Linked DNA regions of Mus musculus: region 1 is linked to region 2. A link is a contact called in public Hi-C data. All regions are on one chromosome and are shown on one strand. Each heading gives the region's core, a stretch centred on a gene start, on an enhancer-like site or on the middle of the called end of the contact. The rest is flanking DNA. Distances are from core to core; before and after follow the strand shown. Region 1 has its middle 51 kb from the start of C1qtnf3. Region 2 overlaps Rai14 (retinoic acid induced 14).

Region 1 (3,305 bases), core at 356-2,855, 260 kb after region 2:
TGTAAATTTGTGCTTGTTAGGAGACCGTGATAATTACTAAACTACACAAAGAAATCACAGAAAATTAATGAGGCCCAGCACACACCAGTCATCTCTACAATCCAAAGGTAGAGGCAGGAGAAGCAGGGGGTCAGAGTCATTCTTGGCTGCATAAGGACAGAGAAGTTAGCCTGACACATGATACCATGTCTCAAAAAAACAAAAACAAAAAACATTCAAGATAAGAGAAAGTAAGCCGATGATGTAAGCTGGACCGAGGCCTCTGCTCTGGATCCCAGACCCAGCCTTCCTGACTTGTGTGATGCTTATCTGAGTTCCTTGAGACATCTCAAAAGAGCAAGTCAGAGCCTGTTTCTATAATTTGCAATGGCAAAGAAAGAGCCATGTCTAGCACACTGCCCAGAATGTTGTAACCACCATGATGTTTACTCTGGAGGAGAAAAGACACAGACAGCATGAGAGCCGCACGCAAATATCTGAAGGACTGGCTATGAAGCAGCCGGTTCGGACTTGTCCGAGAGCCTCCAAGTGACAGAGAGAAAAGTGCTCTGTGTCCATTGGGTCTCCCCAAAGGTAGGGAGGACTAACTTGGGAAAGCCTGGATTCTGGATCACATCTATGTGTACACTGCACACAATTGTGCAGGCTTAGGGGTAGGACTGTGGGGGTGAAGAGCCAACCTGTCACCATCTTAGGTGTAAAAGCCTCATTATTTACTATCGGACAGGCTAGGCTCACTCCTGTTTATGGTTAAACCTCTGTTTTTTTGAAGGACTGGACCACGCCTCACATTTGAGCTTAACTACAAATGGTTATGTACTGTCTGTTCTAAAATGGCAATCATGTCTTTGCTTCACAAAAATTAATAGCCATTTCGCAATTGTACCTTTGTTGCAGAAGGGTCATTATGACTGCCTGTTGTTATGACCACCTTGCAGTCATCCTATGTTTCAGGAGGTAATTATGCATAACTACACTCATGCTCTGTTCCTATAGCCCTCTCCCTTTTTGCCTGTTAAATCCTTCATTTGAGGACTCCCTACCCCTAAACTATAAAAACCTTGTGTTTCTCACATCCAATGTTGACCTCTCAAACCCTACCTTAGGGGGTGGCAGTCTGTGTACACCAATACAAAGCTTGCTTTAAGTAATTGCTTGCTCTAATTAACTTGGCCATGATGATTTAGATTGGTGGTGTTTCTCCTTGCATCTATGAGATTACTAGGAGAGCAGTCTAATCATTAACTGCTAAAGTTTTCACTCCTGGAAAATCCACCATGTTCATCCCTCAAAGGCAGTTTTTTCCTTGGACAGGCATCCCTGGTACACACTTTAAAAAGTTCCTTTATTTTATACTGCAGTTTGAGCAGAAAGTTGTCCAATAATTTCAACCATAACTTGTCTTTGTCCTCAACACCGAGTGTGAACTCAGGGCCTTGTATAAGACTATGCAAGTGTTCTAACACAGAATGCAGCCTTGGCTAGTCTGTCATTCTTTATTACAGTAAACTCAAAAAGTTAATTCTTTTGCTTCTGGAAACCCAGCCAAATGGTACTGTGACTTTTGGAGCAGAGTAACAGTGCCACCTGTTGGGCAACGACTCTCAAGCTGATTTATTGATTTATTAATTTTTTCCAGATCTTGCCTTTTTCAGAAGGCAAAGGACATCCTATGAATTCCTATGGCATTCTCTAGCAATCTTAAAGAATTGATTATCTTACCACAGCTTGATGCAGTTCGAAGGGCTGTCCCTAAAAGGATAAAAAGCTTAAAAAACCAACCAGGCTGCCCCAACAATATTTATGTTTATAACAGCCACCCATCAGAAGTTCAGTCTTTGTGAGCATTTGGGGAAGACTGGCTTCTGAACGAAAGCATCATAGTTTCACAAACTGTCCAATGTCATCTAAACTATCTTAAAGCCACACAAAATACAAACCAAAGACAAAGAATACCAAATAACACCAGGTTGCTTTAACTCATTTGCCATCCAAAACGAAAGGATCAGCATAGCCTTTGATTAGTCAAAGATGTTTTCACTCATCCAGCAAAGAAGACAGTGCACAGACAGACACCAGCCACCTCTGCAACATCTCTTAGAAACTTCATGGACCATCTGATGTCTTGTTTTTCCGTTTATGCATGGGAACAGCAACTGAGTGTAAAACTGATTTGCTCAGGAGGGAATTGGGCTGTATCAGTGCAGTCAACCATAACTTGCCCCAGAGCAGCAAATCAAACACTCTCAGGTGCTGGGAGAGCTGGCTGTGTAGTGTGTCTGTGCCTGGGGCTCACTGTAGTGTCTCAAGAGCCTAACTGGACCTGATTCACAGTAGACTTCAATAGATATTTATCTAGTGCAGGAGTAGGGTCAAGGGCAGTGTGGCCCAGACAGGCACCAAAGGCTCTCAGACTACAGAGGGTAAACTTCTAAGAGCTGTGCTAATCCTTTGGGCTCTTCTAAGGAGCTTTAAGGGGTCTTGATGTATTTTTCTTCTTATTTTGTTTTAAGAATGTATTTTAACTGGTGATTGAAAGTGCCAGGTGTTTTTTTTTTCCTCTTTCATTTGTTTGCATATTTGGTTTTGAGGACATCAGAGTAAGGCCTGCTCTGCTCTGGTTAATGAGTACCCCAAGTTCACAGAGCAGTCAAAATAAGACAAATAATTATAAGTCCTTCGGTATACTTCTTTAGAAATATTTTTCTTTTGTTTTATTTATTTATTTTTTTTTGGGAGAGGAAGGGGTCAGAGAACAATTTGTGGAGGTTGGTTCTTTTCCACCACCATACGGTTTCTGGATACTGAACTTGGGTCTTCAGTGCCACATGCCATTACCTGCTGAGTCATCGCTCTGACCCAGCACCATCACCTTCATTTGTGAAGAACAGGAAATGGAATCTAAGAGCTGTTCACCGGCCCCCATCTCTAAGAATGGCTTAGTAGTAAACTGCAGAAAGAATATGAATGTGGGCTTCAGGTCCAGCTCTTTCTCCATGAAGACTGTGTTGGATCCCCTTTATCCCAAGTATAGGTTCCTTCACCCCACGTGACAGCAAAGGAATTTAAATGGTAACATGAATCTCCCCTTGTTTGGAAGCAGGGAGAAGATTAGTCAACAGTCTCCATGTTAAATTAAATGTGCTTTTAATTAGCTCCTCAATTCTCAAATGACAATAACTGTGAATCCCAGATCACTGGCTTAAGTTTGCAGGGAAGGAGTTGGAGCTACCACAGGACCTGTCTGCAGCCTTACTTCTGAAGCTGCGTGTGAGCGAGCTCCTCGGTGCTCTGCCAGTTCAGTC
Region 2 (3,333 bases), core at 694-3,193:
AGAGACAGCAGCAGGCAGGCACTCAGGTTTAACAGATCCAATGCCTGGCTTAGTGTTAAAGGCGCACACGGGGCTCCGGTCACAAGTCCTTCTTACTGGAAATTACAAGAAAAACAACGGAAGCCCCTGCTTTAGAACACTCCTGTCAACCACCACTTACATGCAGGCCAACTTCTAAAGCTGACCAGGGCCCCGCAGGCTCTCAGGACCTTCCCGCTGACCTCTCTCTCTGCATCTCTGCTCTGCTGTGTCCTCTGGGGCCACCTACTCAGCTCACTGAGGCCTACTGTCTAGACGAGATGAAGTATGGCATCCTGCTTTGGCTGGGGAGGGGGTGTCTGGCTTGTTCCCTGAAGACTCTGAGCTGCAGCCTTTGTTTCTTACATCCCTGGAGCCTGCGGAACGCTCAGTATGCGCCCCCTCCTGACTAATCTAAATCTCTCTTGACTTAGCAAATGTTTGCGCTGTCATAATAAAATTCTTTCATTCTCTTGCAAACAATTAAATCATGTTTCGGTCTTTTTAAAAATACATTTACGGCCTGGATGAATCCGACTTCCTTAGCTTTTCCACAAGAAGGCCGGCTTTCCAAGATTTTTAATTGTGTATACTTTCCCCAAATTTCTTCATGACTAAGATGCCAAACCTCATAAATTCACTCGAGGTGAGCCCAGTGTCTCCCTCATGAGAACCACCCAGGTGCTGGTTGAGTCTGTCGACTGCTGGTTCCATTCTAAAGATTCTGGCCCAGCATTTAAGGTGGTTCCCAGGAATTGTTTAGGTCCAACAACTACTCTCACCGATCCCATTCAGGGACAGTCAGAATCTTATGTCAAGGCTGGCTAGAGAATTTGAAGCAATTTCGTCCTCCACAAGGAATTCCTTAATAGGAATGGAATAGGAAAATGAGAGAAATTCTCCATTCAAGCGCTGCTATGTTACCTCCCACAAAAGCTCAGCGAACAGTAGGCCTTCACTCAGGGATGCGTGATCAATGCGTCCATCAGATCTACTGCAGAATGTTAACAGAACCGCTCAAAAGAGACAAATTTATAAATGGCCCCATATCCAAAAAGGTTATTACAGTACAGTCAACAAGGGGAGGCTCAAGGCAACCGGAGTGAACATCACGGACGGTTGGTTATCAGAAACAAAGGCTGAGCGAAGTCAAGTTCAACACGCAAAGCCCCACCTCGTATGATTATGTGCATGTAAAGAGAAATTCGGGAGCCATGGAACTGCCCTGTGCAGAAATGGGGTAAAAGTCAGGATGGTGGTTAGGAGCTAGGGTGAGAAGTGGATGTGTGGGAATACACAGAGGCCCCAGGCTGTTCTGCAACCTGGCTAGTGGCTCTGCAGACACTCACTTGGTAGCTACCTGATCACTATAGATCTACCTATATAACTCTATATCTATATAAGTAGATCTATAGGCATAGGTAGGTATAACTATTTACCTATATAACTACATACCTATATAGATTTATCTATATCTATAGATCTACCTATATAAGACTATACCTGTATAAGTAGATCTATAGGTAGGTATAATTATATACCTATATAACTACATACCTATATAGATAGATCTATAGATATGTATATATGTAAGGTATTCACATATATTTCTCTATAGGTAATTAATAAATCACACTTCTCCTTTTCTCTCTCCCATATACAGAACACAGTATGGGTCAGAGCCTGTTTAAGTTGACACTGGATCCAGTATGTGTGGGTGGACACTTTCCCACCTATTTCTTTTATGTCTACTATGAAGACAAACCTGCTGCCAAAACCTGGCTCTTAATCTTCTGCAAGATTCATAAACCCACACAGTGATGAAGCTGGCAGATTCATGCACACACACAGAAAACATGCATGTACTTTCAGAGAGTCTCACTGAGCTGATCAGGCCAGTCTTGCCCTTGGTCTGTATCCAGGGCAGCCTTAACCTCGTGTTCCTCCCCCACCAGCCTGTGCACTGGCTGGGGCAATGGGTCTACACCATCACTCTGAGCTTATTACTCTTGAACTCGATGTTCTGCCCTGTTCCTGGTTAGCTAATACTCCATAAATCTTTTAACATCTACAACAAGCATCTACTTGTACAGCTACAATCTGACAGTCCATTATGGATAGAGAGCCAGGTAACGCCTTAATGCAAACTTTCTACTAGGTTCCTTGGAAATCACATTTTAAGGGACCCCAGAGAAAGCTTCCTGGACATGAAATTATTTTATTGAATGTGGCTTCCCTTTTCCAGGAGACTGTTTAAACAGACATTATTTCAACAGAGCAGGAGGCCATATTTGCAAGTTCAGGAAGCCATATGTTACACTCCAGAGACATGTGTAATATGTCAGCTATGAAGGCCTGCATGTGGGAAAGCCGGAGTTTAGCCTCAATGGGGGCTCCTGACACCCCTGCTCATATATCACAAAGGAGATTTTCAGTGGCTAGCCGGTAAGTCTCCTAGCTATCAAATCATTTCCAAATGACACCTACTTGCTCACAGCTCTTTCCATGGCCTCTGAAAGCTCCGACCGTCTCCATCCAGGGGAGCAAACAGAATGTCACCGTGATGAAAGCTGGGACTTTGGCAACCAACATCTGCCCTTGGCCAGACATGGCATTTTTTTTTCTTTTAATTTTGGTTTAATCATGGAAAACTGAAAAACCAGTAGAAATCCAGTGGTCACAGACATCTGGCCAACGGGTGGGCTTGAGTTTTGAAATATATCAAGCCCAAGCAAAGTAGTCCATTGGCACAGAAGTGAGCCAGGAAGAAAAAAAAGATAGTTTCTTGGGATCATTAAGAGAGATGCTGAAGCCCAAACCATTGCAAACTGAAGTGACTCTTGGATGGGTCTCCTGGAGCAGCCATCAGAGGAAGCCTATTTGAGAGATTTTGCTTAGAAAGGTTTCATTTTTCCCTCCAGTTTATGGAGAAGACCAGATTGCTTTGCCAATAAAACCAGCAAGGCAAAGGTAGAAGGCAGACAGTGTTTTTACTGGAAAGGTTTCAGAGTCACACTATCCAGAATAAAAAACAAAACAAAACAAAGAACGGCACATACTTTAAAACTCTAAGATCAGACAATAAACAGGCAGGCTTCCTGGTCCTAACTAGTTTTCTCTAAAGTTTCACTGTAATAGCCAGTACTTGGTAACGCCTACCAACTAGATGTAACGTGATCAAGAGCATACAGATGTTTGTTAGACAGATAAGAGACAAGCCCTATCATTTGTTCAGTCGTCCAACAAGTGTTTTTTTTTGGGGGGGGGGGGTTCGAGACAGGGTTTCTCTGTATAGCCCTGGCTGTCCTGGAAATC

The links. A called contact is a pair of places that touch in the nucleus more often than the background predicts.
Region 1: a contact with region 2 is called in a Hi-C map of liver, with 2.1 times the contacts expected there. The contact joins two enhancer-like sites. A contact is called at or near these places in 7 of 484 Hi-C or Micro-C datasets (bone marrow-derived macrophages, embryonic fibroblasts, embryonic stem cells and 2 more) and 1 of 115 datasets of contacts at active chromatin or transcription factors (fibro-adipogenic progenitors).

The regions. Positions count from the first base shown.
Region 1 is chr15:10,899,711-10,903,015 of GRCm38.p6, forward strand. No RefSeq gene overlaps it. Among named protein-coding and RNA genes, the nearest start is that of C1qtnf3, 51 kb to the right of the region's middle. Within about 2 kb of position 1,606, at least 17 of the 459 cell types and tissues checked have an H3K27ac peak or open chromatin away from gene starts, as enhancers often do. A contact at or near this core is called in liver, where this site is marked.
Region 2 is chr15:10,635,063-10,638,395 of GRCm38.p6, forward strand. The region is part of intron 2 of Rai14 (retinoic acid induced 14); the gene reads right to left. Among named protein-coding and RNA genes, the nearest start is that of Gm10389, 36 kb to the left of the region's middle. Within about 2 kb of position 1,944, at least 5 of the 459 cell types and tissues checked have an H3K27ac peak or open chromatin away from gene starts, as enhancers often do. A contact at or near this core is called in liver, where this site is marked.